Regions from separate parts of the Mus musculus genome. Here regions 1 and 3 are each linked to region 2. A link is a contact called in public Micro-C and promoter capture Hi-C data. All regions are on one chromosome and are shown on one strand. The core of a region is the stretch at or near the end of the contact, and the rest is flanking DNA. Distances in the headings are between cores, read along the strand shown.

What was found. Promoter capture Hi-C pulls out the DNA fragments that hold promoters and counts their contacts. Hi-C and Micro-C count contacts between places; a contact is called where the count stands out from the background.
Region 1: a contact with region 2 is called in a Micro-C map of embryonic stem cells, with 2.4 times the contacts expected there. The contact joins the promoter of Zfp821 here to the promoter of Marveld3 in region 2. A contact is called at or near these places in 1 of 39 promoter capture datasets (liver), 1 of 15 datasets of contacts at CTCF or cohesin (the NIH/3T3 cell line), 3 of 484 Hi-C or Micro-C datasets (the N1E-115 cell line and embryonic stem cells), 1 of 115 datasets of contacts at active chromatin or transcription factors (epiblast stem cells) and 2 of 9 other capture datasets (adipose tissue and liver).
Region 3: a contact with region 2 is called in a promoter capture Hi-C map of embryonic stem cells. The contact joins the promoter of Dhodh here to the promoter of Marveld3 in region 2. A contact is called at or near these places in 3 of 39 promoter capture datasets (the C10 cell line, embryonic stem cells and pre-B cells), 1 of 484 Hi-C or Micro-C datasets (embryonic stem cells) and 2 of 115 datasets of contacts at active chromatin or transcription factors (the 230-238 cell line and bone marrow-derived macrophages).

The regions. Positions count from the first base shown.
Region 1 is chr8:109,702,687-109,706,839 of GRCm38.p6, forward strand. It overlaps Zfp821 (zinc finger protein 821), which reads left to right and starts at 2,860. Exons shown (of 9, transcript NM_001167946.2): 1 at 2,860-3,177; 2 at 3,671-3,733.
Region 2 is chr8:109,960,439-109,965,047 of GRCm38.p6, forward strand. Marveld3 (MARVEL (membrane-associating) domain containing 3) reads right to left here and starts at 1,767. Exons shown (of 3, transcript NM_212447.2): 1 at 1,278-1,767. The coding sequence starts at 1,669.
Region 3 is chr8:109,607,409-109,611,641 of GRCm38.p6, forward strand. It overlaps Dhodh (dihydroorotate dehydrogenase), which reads right to left and starts at 1,265. Exons shown (of 9, transcript NM_020046.3): 1 at 944-1,265. The coding sequence starts at 964.

The DNA.
Region 1 (4,153 bases), core at 1,610-4,109, 260 kb before region 2:
GGTGAGGTAGCCCAGTGGTCAACTGGGCTATGTGCTTAGCATGGGTTAGCTATAGGTTCAGTCCCAAGTACAGGAATCAAACAACAGCAAAAAGGGGGTAAATGGATTAGGAAGATATTTTGGTCCTGTAATTGCGATGGTAGGACAACCACTTTGCAAGCACAGATACAAAGAGGGCAGGGTAAGCCTGGGGCTAGGAGATGGCTGTGGGTAAGGCATGTGCCCACACCCATAGGTGCTCACTATCCAAAAGCACAAGCTTGGTGACCTGAGTTCAAAATCACAGAACCAACACACAAGCTGGATGTGGTAGCAAAAGCATCTCTAACACTAGCACCCCTCCGGGGAGACGGGAGGAAGAGACAGGAAGGTCTCCGGAGGTTCCCAGGGCCGGCTGGCTGGGCTTAGAGAGTTGCAAAGGGTTGTCTTGTGACCTGCACGTTTATGGATTTGTGTGTTTGTGCTCATGCACCCACAGTGCCATAGCACAGACATAGTAAAAAGAAAAAGAAAACCTATTACTCTGTACAAAGTCTTCCAGATCTAGAATGAGTCTAGGTGAGGCAGAGGTAAGATAAGTATGTTTCTCATCACTTGATCATGAACCTGAATCACAACACTGTGGAGAAATTTTAAGAACACAGGAAACGCAAAAGAATAGCAGTTTTTTGTTTTTTTGTTTTTCTAGACAGGGTTTCTCTGTATAGCCCTGGCTGTCCTGGAACTCACTTTGTAGACCAGGCTGGCCTCAAACTCAGAAATCAGCCTGCCTCTGCCTCCAGAGTGCTGGAATTAAAGGTATGTGCCACCACCACCCAGCTAAGAATAGCAGTATTATGATTCCATATTATCATAAACAGCCCAGCATCCCCTACACAATTGCCGTGGCATGAACCCAGGTCCTGTCTACCCTTGAATCTAAGCTGCCCAACATTACACAATAATCTAATAACAAACTCAAGACATTTCATTGGAGGCTATCAGTCAGCTATTTTCTTGTTGAAAGTGTCTGCCAGGTCAATTTCAAAGTGATCTAACAAGGCTATGTATGCTGAATCTCTAAGTCTAGCTCACCAAGAATGACGGAGGTCTTAAAGTTACTGTTATTTCAGCTTGTATTCATACACAAAAGTCTAAAAGCTAGTTTGATGATATCTCATTTCCTAGGTATGTGAACAAATCAAATTCTTGAATTTGAAATGTTTTCTTGACTGATATTGAATGGTAACTCCTATCTAAACATTCCAGCCATAAGAAAGCAAACAAGCAGCTGGGCGGTGGTGGTGCACGCCTTTAGTCCCAGCACTTGGGAGGCAGAGGCAGGCGGATTTCTGAGTTCGAGGCCAGCCTGGTCTACAGAGTGAGTTCCAGGACAGCCAGGACTACACAGAGAAACCCTTTTGGTGAGCATTTACATGGGACACAAATATCTTCACATCCTTTGCCCATTTGGAGATATCTATCCACATACTTCTTCCCCAGACGTCTTTCTCACCAATTTTCCAATTGTGATCTTTCCAAGTCCCTGACCATCCAGCCAATCCATTGGCTACAGCCCATGAGTCAGTAAATAATTGTACATCTGGCCATTTCTTCTTGCAAACAAACTGTAATACCATGTGTACTGCCCGGAGTTCTGCCCACTGTGAAGATTTCCCTTCACCTGTGTCTTTCAAGGTTGTCCCAGAAAGGGGTTGTAATGCTGCAGCTGTCCACTTCTGGGTGGTGCCTGCATAACGTGCAGAGCCATCAGTAAACCAGGCTCTAGTCTTCTCCTCTTCGGTCAGTTGAAACAACAAAACAAAAAACAACAACAAAAAGCAAACAAGCAAGAACAATTTACCTACAGCATTGTCAAGGACCACCATTCTTCAATTCCACCGTTCTAGCACATTCTGCAAGACACAGGCAATGGCATCTCGTTGGAGATTTCAGGAAGGAAGAATTTGTAAGAATGCTTTATGCAAACACTTCGACTAGTCATTTTATCAGCAAGAGTCAGCACTCTTGTTTGTTCTGCCTCGTGAAGCCGCAAATCATAAGAGAACTTGCACAGGGCTTTCAGAGATTGTTTTACATGACTAGCACAACTCTTGAGAGAAGAGGGCCAGAACAGGGAAGTGACTTGCCCAAAAGCGAACAGACTGGTCGGTGGCAAAGCTGGGGCTGAAAGTTGGGCCTTCTAAAACAGGGCTCCTCTTTTTACTTCTCTACGGAGAGACTTCAGGGGTAGGTATGGGTTTTCCGCCCAAATAAGGGGAAAGAAGGGAGAGCAACGGAGAAATAATGACGCGGACAGTAACAGGAGTCGCGTTAGAACGGAGTTGAACCACGTTCAGCCTTTCCAAACACCCTTAGATAGCAACAAGGACCACAAGCTACCTAGGTCCTGTGTCTGTGACCACCTGATAGCTTAGTCCCTCCCACAGAAGCTGTGGGCCCTCTTTCTTTACTTTAAATGCCTCGAGAGTTGAAGAAGCCTTGGGACAAGTGGGAGTGAAGAGGGTTTGTGACTACGGGATGGTTGGCCCAGGTTCGGCTACGGAGGGGGAAGCCTGCGGCGGAGCTGTGGTTGGGGGATGTGGGTTCTGTGGCTGAACTCGACTTTGGGAGAGGAAACCAGCCGGGGAGATGACAGCTGAGTGGAGTTCACCCGCTCTAAAGGTGCGCGGAAACGTCAGGACACCTCCGAAAGCTCTTTAGATGCTCAGCTCCGCGTCGCCAGGACCAGATCGCGGGCGGGGCCCCTCTGGAACGCCCGCGATTGGATGCTCCCTAAGCCCCGCCTTCCCGGACCCTTTTCCCCCGAGGCCCCGCCCACAGCGCCAGGCGCGCGCCTCGGGAGCCGGGAGGGGTCGGGGCGGCGGCGGGAGGAGAGGTGAGGCTCCGGCACGCGCCCCACTCGCTGCGAGAGCGCGAACCGCGCGCTCCCGTCGTCCGCGTCGCCATCTTTTTTTTTTCCCCCCTCCGTCCGTCTGTCTGCCGTTGGCTTTGTCTGTCCGCCGCGCCGCCCCTCGCCTCCCCGCCGCCAGCCCGGCCCGCAGCCACCCTCTGCCCACCGGGGCCGGGTCCCAGAGAGCCCGGGCCCGGCCGGCTGGAGCTGCGGCCGGGGCCCATTGTCCCGCGGTCTGTCCGTCCGGAGGCGGAGCCCAGGGACGCGGAGCGCCGAGGCTGCGGGTAAAGCGCCCCCGCGCCGGGAGTCGGCAACCCGCGTAGCTCCCGACTGCCCGCGCCGCCGCCCGCCTTTTGTTTGCTCGCTCCTGGGGAGGGGCGGGCTGGGTGCTGCGGCGGCGGCCGGGTGCGGGCCTCGCGGGCCGGCGTCTGACAGGCTGGGGTGGAGCTGGGGGAGGGGAGGATGGGCGTGGGAGAGCGGACGGGGCGGGGGGCCCCTGCCGTCCTGGAGCGGGCGGGCGGGCGGGCGGGCTGGCCCAGGAGCTACTAAATTTAGATTTCGGAGGAGGCTAAGTGGTCGTCTGTGGGTTGGTCAGAAACGCGTAGGGAGACCTCTGGCTCCAGTCTAATTACCTGGGATTTACCTCTGCCCCTGTTGGGAAAAGCCAGAGAGACACCCTCTCAACTGATGGCACACCCCAGCTCCAGCGCCGACCCGAGAGGACCCGGGCACAGTGAAATGGCTGTATGATTGTCTTTCTCTTCTCCCTTTTGGCAGCTTCACATCACTCGGATTCGGGCGACTTTACTTTGCTTCGTGGGAACCTCATCAGAGCTGGAGGTGGGAGTGCACCCTCTTTTCTTTAAGGCTGGAAAAGGGCGCGCGCACACACACACGCACATCTGTAGTGTGTGTGCCCTGGAAGCTGCATCCTAACACCTGTGAGAGCAGAGGCAGGATGAGGGGGTGGGGGCCAGTGCATCCTTCCCAAGGACTCTTGACTGTGGCTCTATAGATGACAAAAACAAAAACCCCTACTCCCTTTAAAAGTCGCATCCCTTGTAGGTCGATCCTCAGTTTCCCGTTCTTCCCAGGTTCCTCCCTGAGCAGAAGATACTCAGGCGGCTCGCTATCCAATTACATTCCGAGCTTAAGTTTCACAATTGGGCAGCGCTGAAAGCAAAAGGGACCAAGTGACCTTTTGTACTTATGGGGTCTTGTTTTAAGAGGGTTACAACCTATAAAACTAACCTCAGATAT
Region 2 (4,609 bases), core at 517-3,016:
CGCCTTCTACTGTCTTCTGTCTTCCTTCCACAGAACTCAGCTCTAGGTCACCTTCCTTGGCATCCTGAGCCTCTGGTGGCTGTTTTCACTGCCAGTCAGTCTCTGAACGCTGACAGTAAGTTACTGCATGCGGGTCCCTGCATTCCCTCCCTCCAATAAATGCTTAGGAGGAGAGCAGACAGAGAGAAGCTGCCCTTTGGCCTCAAACCTTTAAATAAGCCACGAACAATTGCATGTCTTTTATTCACTCTGGGGTGAGGCGGGGTAATGAGGACTCTGGTTTTAAGAGGAAACGCACAAATGTACCTCTTGTTTTTCTACTCCTGTGGTTGCAGTCCAAGATGGGTGCAGCCAGGGAAACAATAGCTAGTGTCAAAGACCGAAAGAGCAGCCCAAATCTGGGCGCAGCTTTCGCGAGGTGAGTTGGCTTTAGATAATGTAACATAAACTCATGATAGCAGCTTTCCCTGATGTGTGGAAGTCTAATGGCAGAGGCTCCAAGTCTAATGGCAGAGGCTGGGGATCATCAGCTAGAAGAGTTGTCTCCAGGGAAAAGAATGCACAGTTTTGACAACCACACACACACACACACACACACACACACACACACACACACACACACACACTTTTTGCCCTCAGGGACACCTATTTTATTCTATTTACCCAGTCCCCAGAGCCTGGTTCCACATCTGTGCAACTGGATGGCGCGCTGAGTCTCTAGGAGGGGGTATGACGACCGGTCCCCTGCTAGTCCTTTCCACCCTCATTCACAAAACCTTCAAAGACACAGGGGAATTTCGGGACCTACAGACCAAGTTCGTCTATTCATGAGGGTGGGGTTTAAACAAACCTACGGTCTGAAACAAGCTGCTGAGAAAGACCTCACTGACTTTGTTACACATCACCGGAGAATGAACGTTTAGGTGGGCTTAGTTTCGTGTTTAAAACGGCGGCTTCTGCTAGCAGTCTGCTGCGCATACATAGCCTTGTCAGGAAGAGCGAGTCCAACTATTAACTCTTCGTTGGGCTAACTTTATTCAGCCCCCCCCCCAACCTGGAAGCTGGACTTTGAAAGGTATAGAGGGAAGGCTAGGGAACAAGACTTAAGAGTCTGTGGCCCTCCGGCTAGCCCCACCTACCTAGCCTTCTAAACCGTTCCAGTTTCAGTCCTGAAACTCTCCTCCTTCCTCTGGTTCTCGGGCTTTCCCACTTTTTCTTTTATGTCATCTCTCCTCCACCCTCGGCGGTCCCTGGTCCCTAGCAGGTGCACCCCTCACCTCTCCAACCCGCGGCGCCCGAGGCCATGCTTCTGCGACAGCTCTGGGGGCCCCCAGGGTGCGGGTCCCGGAGTCGGGGCTGCGTCCCAACTGGGTCCCCAGGGCTCGGGCCGCGCACGGCTTTGACGGGACTTCTCCAAGGCTCTTTGTTCGGATGCGCGATGGCCCGCGTCCCTGTGTCTGTCCTGGCGCTGGTCTCGGTCCGTTCTCTGTTCCCGGCCCGCCCGACGGTCCCCGTTTCCTCTCACGTCACCGTTCCTCTCCCTGTGCCTGTCCCCGCCTCGGTCCCGCGACCGCTCGACGTGGTGGTCTCGGTCCGGGTGCGGGCGCCGGTCCGGGTCTCTTTCTCTAGGACGGGTCCGGGGCTCACGGTGCCCCGAAGTATTTTTCATGGCCGGATTCCTGTCCCCGCCCGGAAACGATCCGAGGGCGACAACCAACCATAAGTTTCCCAGGCAGGTGGCCAAGCTCAAGGACGGGGCGGTACAGCTCACCTGTGCGCACGCGCACTTGCCCTCCAGCGGCCCGGAGAGGGCGCACCTGCCACTGGCCGCCAGGGGGCAGTCGTGGTGCGGCCAGAGGGGATGGGGGTGGGAGTGGGGTGGACGAGGGCTGGAGAGTGGGAGGTGGATTCTTGCTGAAATAGATGTCAGTCCTAGGTTTTATAGGATTATCAAAGGGAAATGGCCCAGGGAGCAGGCAAAAGGATGTGACCAAATCAGCTCAGCCTTCAAAGGCTGTCTCTTGCTAGAGCTATTAGGACGCCAGACCAATCATTTATTTCTTTACTTTCATGGTACTGGGTTTGAATCCCAGGGCCTTGCATGTCTAGGTGAGCATGGTACCACTGAGCTATATTCCCAGCCCCAAACGAAGATCATTAAACCCACTAATACAGTTCCGGGCATGGATTTGAGCTTTTCGATAGAGAGCTCATTAGGGGGAGGAGTTGGTAACTCCATTGATCTAAACTTGGGTGGGGTGACCTCACTCCTAGCAGCTATGACGAGTTCCCCCAAATGAAGCCAGTAGTGGTGATTTCCTGTCGACCAACTTACAAAGCGTCTTGAGTTTGCTTCCCCAGAGCGTACTCATCATCCACCCTTCTTCTCAGCCATCCACCCACACAGTCAGATAGCCACACATCCACCTACCCGCTCAGCCAGCCTCTCACCCACGGGTCCTCTCCCTCCTCAGAGAAGTTACAGCCCAAACTTATAAAACACTTAAAAGAAAAAAGAAAAGAAAAGAACTGTTCTACTCGTTATTAGTAGCCTTTAATTTTGCCAAGAACATTTTTTAAAAACCAGAAAACTGGCTCTGCTAGTGGGGTCAGCAAGTGAGCAGGAGCACGTGACTCAGCAGGTGCGGGAGGTTCGCAGGGAAGTCGTTTTGGACAGAGATAGTGCTCCAGTTTGCGTAAAGACTGGATGGGAACAAGGACACGTGCTAGAAAGACAACGTGAGGCTCTGCTCTGAGTAGAATTGAGGAATCAGGAAGGATGGGCCGAGTTGGAGACTGAAACTGACTCCTGTATCCCCACATATGTGAATCTGGTGACACCTCCTGTGTCTACAGCACTCACCGTGGTGGCTGGACGCTCATGTTCCAGCAGGGCAAAGAGGTGACCCTCTGGTGAGCTCTAAGGAAGGGTCATGGCCGCAGGCAATGCCTTTCCTGAGCTTTGTATAAAGCTCTTGGCATTTCATTTCTTATGGAAGCTGGAAGTATCGCCCTCTGAGGCTCTCATCCATGGAGAATGGGCGTTGGCAAAAGAGCTGTTAACTGTCTTTGGCTCCTCCGTGCAGTTATCTCACTTTGAGAATGTTATAAACTGGCCTCTGGCTACTTCTGCAGAGGCTTTGCTGCCTGGCTCTATGCCAAGTTCTGTCAACGTCACCACCGAGGGTACAAGATGCAGAGCTGGAGCCCCACAAACTCCCAGTGGCTGTCCCTCCTCACCCCGGCATCGGTCCATGGCTCCATCACCATCACGCCGAACACTAATCTCTGAAATCCCTTTCCAGCCCGAAATCAAGAGTAAAACCCGAGCCAGGTATCACCCGTGATCACACCTGCAATTCCAGCCTGTGATCTCCGTGTAAGTTCGACGCTGGAAGGGGTCAGAGTGGGCTACGCTTCATGTTTTTCAAAGTAATGGAGTTCTAAGGAAGTGCCTGCTTGGAGACCCACTCTGACCCCCGCCCCCCCTTTTGATAGGCAAAAATGTAACTAAAAAAAAAAAAACTTTTAAAAAGTAAAACAGACGATCCTAGAATGTGGAGGCTTTCATGAACTGCCAGCTACTCAAAGGAGGAAGAAATAAGAGAGTGGATGGAGGGTCCAATATGCGGCCAGGGGTTTCCTCATTTCTAGCTTATGTTATTTTATTGCCTTTGTCTAATTCCAAATACAGCCCCAGGGCTGGAGAGGTGGCCCTGGGGTTAAGAGAAATGGCCAGCTTTTCCCAGAGGATCCATGTTCAATCTCCTGCATCTGTATGTGGCCCACAGCTGTCTGTGACTCCAGTCCCAGGGGATTTGATACCTCTGTGGGCGCCAGGCACTAATGTGGAGCCCAGACATACACGTGGGCAAGCACGCACATGCACTTGAGAAAAAAATCAAACGAAGTAAACAGCACCTCTGCTTGTTCTTCTGTTCTCTAGGTGCTTCTGGTCAGATGTTTGGGGGAGGGTGAGAAGGAAACACCATTGACATGCTCAAATTGATTTTTTTTTTTTTAAGAAAGAAAAAAAAAAGAAAAGAACATGGAACTTGTGTTCAGAATTTTATTTAACTCAATGATCATTTAGGGAACTAGGCACATGTAACAACAGGTCCTAAAAAAACAAACAAACTATGAAGTCCAGCTATGGTGGCACATGGTTAGTCTCAGCTGTTGGCTAGTCAAATTCATGGCCACATCAAGTTTCAGGCCAGTCAAGGCTATGCAGTGAGAACTTTGTAGAACAGACTCATTTATAGGTCATCGGGGATAGTGAAATGAAGTGAACACACAAAGACCTTTTCCCCTCCAAAAAGGAAAAAAAAAAATCAGTTTTCAAAAGCAACATGTAATTTGCATGTCTATAGACAAGAACCTTTTTTGTTTTGCTTTATATCACTACCAGTTACCTACAATTTGCTGAGTTGTTAAAATAGCCACCAGTCAAGGAAAAAAATATGCGTCAGATGACCTGAGTGTGCCTTCCACCTGTGGCCGCTTCTCACTGAAGTGGAAAGGCCCGCTTCATCCAGAAAATCGGGATGTTAAAAACTCTTAGCTGTTGGGTCAGGGGCCTTTTCTCTGAGGCTAGTGCTGAGAAGTG
Region 3 (4,233 bases), core at 15-2,514, 350 kb before region 2:
AGAGACAAACTAATGGCCACATAAACATAGAGCCATGACAAGTGACATGAAGGGATAAATCATGGAAGGATCTTGAGGAAGCGAGTAAAAGCTGACTTTCAAAGGTTAGACACAAGCTAAAGAGGAGATAGCAGCTGGAGAAGAGATCTCTAGGTGGATGAGGCCAATGAGAGGGGCCAAGGCATGGGGGAGGGATAGACGGCTGCTTGGAACTAAAAGGAAAACACTGCTTTAAATGAAACAGGAGAAAAGAAGAGAGGCGTCAGCCAACATTTGGCTAACAGATTTGGTTTAAGTGCACGTGCTGCTCTGCCAGAGGAACTGAGTTCGGTTCCAGCTCCCATGTCAGGCGGCTCACAACTGGAGCTCTAGAGGATCCAAAACCCTCTGGTCTCAGAGGGTATCTGCACTCACGTGTGCACACACGCACGTGCGCGCGCGCCTACACTTTTTTTTTTTTTTTTAATGGGATTTGTCCACTAAACAAGGAAGTAGCAGATATGATCAGATTTGCCTGCAACACAAACCAAGTATTCATTCTCCCTCCTCGGGGAGTTTGCAGAAATTCCTCAAGTCAAGCACCAGTATCTGTGCCCTTTTTCCAGACCAGGGTCACAACTAAGAACTCTTCACATGGAACTTCCATTCTGACCACACTTGATCCAAAAGGGTGGCCTTATGTCTTATTTCATCCCTCCTTGGAGCGTAGGCGATCGTGTCCTCACAAAGGCCCGATACTTGGATCAATTTAAAAAAAAAAAAAATGCCCGCGTATCTCTCAGGTTCAGCCTAGCCTCTGCCCACATACGCTTGCTTTTTGCATGCCCTTAGCTGTGCACGTGCAGGTCACACTTCAAGGGTCCCAGCCTTTCAGTTTCCCAGCCTCATCCCCCTCCCTGCCGGTTATCCACACCACGAATGAGCTTCCCCGCGCAGGACTCACTCTCAGCTGTCTCCACGCCATGCTCCTTCTGCCATTAAGCCCGCCTCTGCCTGCATCCCATTGGAGAATGTGGGCTCGGCTCCACCTATCTCCCAAGCCCCACCAGCCGGCCCGCCCCTAGACGTTGATTGGACAGCCGAACGCGTGCGCTCTGCCCGGAGTCAGGCTCCGTGGCGGGACGTGCCTACTTTCTGTCTTGTCGCTGTCGCGCCTCCTAAGGGACGCTGCTCTGAAGTCGCGCACCCTTCCTTCGGTGCAACCGTGAGGAGGAGGCTTCCGGAAGTCTCGAGTGGGGAGCAGACGCTTCCGAAATCTGCAGACCAACCCCAGCGCCCGGTAGTGCGCACTACCCTAATGCTTCCCTGTCCCTGGGAAGGAAACAAAGGGCGATGCAGCCCGAAGGTTCCGCACGGTTGTCTTTATGCCGGTGCTGCGGTATGGCTTTCATAGCCCCCTTTCTGAAACAGAAATCCTAAGAATTCTGTTTTATCAGGGCAGTGGTGGCGCCGGCCTTTAATCCCAGCGCTTGGCAGGCAAAGGCAAGCATATCTCTGTGAGTTTGAGGCCAGCCTGGTCTACAGAATGAGTTCCAGGAGAGCCTAGGCTACAACATGGAGAAACCCTGTCTCTACAGGGAGAAGGAAAAAAAAAGTACACTCATGCAAACACACAAAAATTTACCCACTGGTTTTAAAAGTAAACTCTGAGGTGTTGATAAGTAAATATGGTTTTATTTTTAAGATAATCTTATGGTGTAGGCCAGGTTTTTCTAAAAACCAATCCTGCCTCAGCACTCAAGTGCCTCTGTGCCAAGCGTTTACAGAGGCCAGAGGAGGGCATTGAATCCTCTGGAACGGTAGTTACAGATGATTGGACCCACGTACTCTGGCCCTTAACCTTATGTTTGTATCCTATTGTCCCCCTTCCCACTGGTCCCCTTCCTTTTCTGGAATAATACTTCCCCACTTTAGGTCATAATTTGGGTCAGGTTACAGGAGGCTGGAGAGATAGCTCAGCTGTTAGCACTTGATGTTCTTGGCGAGGACCCAAGTTCCGTTTCCAGCACCCACATCAGGTAGCTCACAACTGCCTGTAACTCCAGGACCACATTTCTTCTGGGGCACTGTACTGGTTTTCCCATACCAACAGGTAGATGTGTGTGTGTGTACACATAAATTCTAAAAATAAGTCCTTTTAAGGTCTGTATCCTGCATACAAGAAAAAAAGCATATTTAGCAGTCTGAGATTGGCTTGCTTCATGTAACATGATCTCCAGTCCCATACATTTTCCTGTAAATTACCTCATTTTATTCTTTCTAATGGTTGAATGTTGTTCCATACCATATATGTATCATATATATCATTATCTTGATCTGTTTGTCTGTTACTGCTTCCATAAACTGGCTGTTGTGAATATTGCTCCAAAAAACATAGATATACAGGTACCTCGGTCATATGCCAGCTTGGATTATTTAGGGACTATACCTAGAAGTGACGTATCTAGGAGTTTGGGTTAGTGATTGAATGTTTGTTTGTTTGTTTTAAATTTGTTGTTCTGTGTGTGAGAGAGTTCAGACAGCAGCCTGCTATGGCAGACATGTGTAGGCCAGTAAATAACTCTGGGGGGGGGTGGGGGCGGGGGCATGGTACATGTATAAAGATCAGGGTACAACTCGCAGGAATCAGTCCTGTCTTTGCATCATGTGCTTTCTGGGGACAGAACTCAGGCTGTCAGGTGTGGCAGCAAGCACCTTTGACCACTGAGCTGTCTCACTGCTTGAGGATGGGTTTGTTATATTGATTTTGAGTTTTGGTTTTGATTTGGGGTTTATCTGTGGCCTGGAACTCAGAAGTCTGCCTGCCTTTGGTTCCCTAATGTTGGGACCAAAGGTATATACCACCATGGTGTATTTATTTTGTATCGTGGTATTTTCCTGAAAGTTGGTATCGTCTATTAGAGTGTTCTGGTGGAATTCTCAATGTGTTTTAGGTATAGGCTCATATTGTCTACAAATAGGGATACTTAAGTTCTCTGTGTCCTGTTTGTAGCTCTTCTATTCCTTTATCTTGCCTCATTGCTCTCTAGAGAATAATCTCAGTGCTGTACTGAGTAAAACTGGGAAATGGGTGCCTTTACTCATTCCTCATTTTAGAGGAAATTCTTTCAGTGTTCCCATTTGGTACAGCATAGGGTATAAGTTTATCATAGACAGCCTTGGTTTGTGTGTGTGTTTATTCGTTGTCGTTAAGAAGTCACAGACGTTTCTGGAATCCCTTTCATTACCTTCTCCAGTGCTTCCACAGACCCAGGTCTGTGGTTGAGCCTCGTTTAGGTGCACTTGTCCTGTGAGGTCTTCACGGCTCCATTAGCACCAGCAGATGACATTGCTGGGTCTCTTCACCTTGGCTGGCAGTCATTTGCTCTAGAGATTGTATTATAGCCATGCCTTTCTGGTTAACAGGATCTCTCTGGTCAGTCTGGGAATTGTGATGAGTTTGTTTTTGTAAATGAGATGGTCTTTCACTCCTGGTTCAACTCAAATACATTGCTCATCTGGACCTTCTCCCTCTCAAGCTGTCTGTCCCTCTGTGGTGACATTTTTCCTCTTATCACTAACAACAATTATTTCATTCCTTCCCTAACTAGACCTTTGCAGAGTGTGGACTATAGTACGCCCTTCAATAGAATACTGCAATATTTTAAAACTAAGGGGATGTGTCCTCAGATTCTGATCTTTAGAGGGCTTACAGTGTTGGTGTCTTCTTCTGGAATGGGTTTCAAAACGCATAAAGGCACTAAGAGATGAGTACACACATAGCTCAGTGGCAGAGTCCATGCTCAGGGCCCCAAATTCAATTGCCACAATACACTCACCAAACACAGCGGAGAGAAACTAGGCATTGTCTGGGCTGCTTCGATGACCATCTCAACCCTGAAAGCTGCCAAGCGTTTGCGCACATCTATGGTACAAAAGAAGATAGCCAGCTGCACAGATCAGTGAAGGGCATGCAACAGGGGAGAACCAGTGGCGAGCTCTCTAAACAAAGGGTTTTTCAGCAAAGCAATGACCAAAAACAGGTTCTAAAACTGAAGCTTCTCCATGGCGTGATATACCGTGCATGCCACAGTCAAAGGAGGCTGCGTGGTCAGAGGCCAGAACCACGAAGATCTGCTGTTAGGTTCCGCCAAGCTTGAGGCTTTGTTGGTTTCTGGCATGGTTTGTGTTTAATTTGTGTTCCTTTCTCCATCACCTGTTTATCTGGCTTTTATGACTGCTTATATGGCTTGG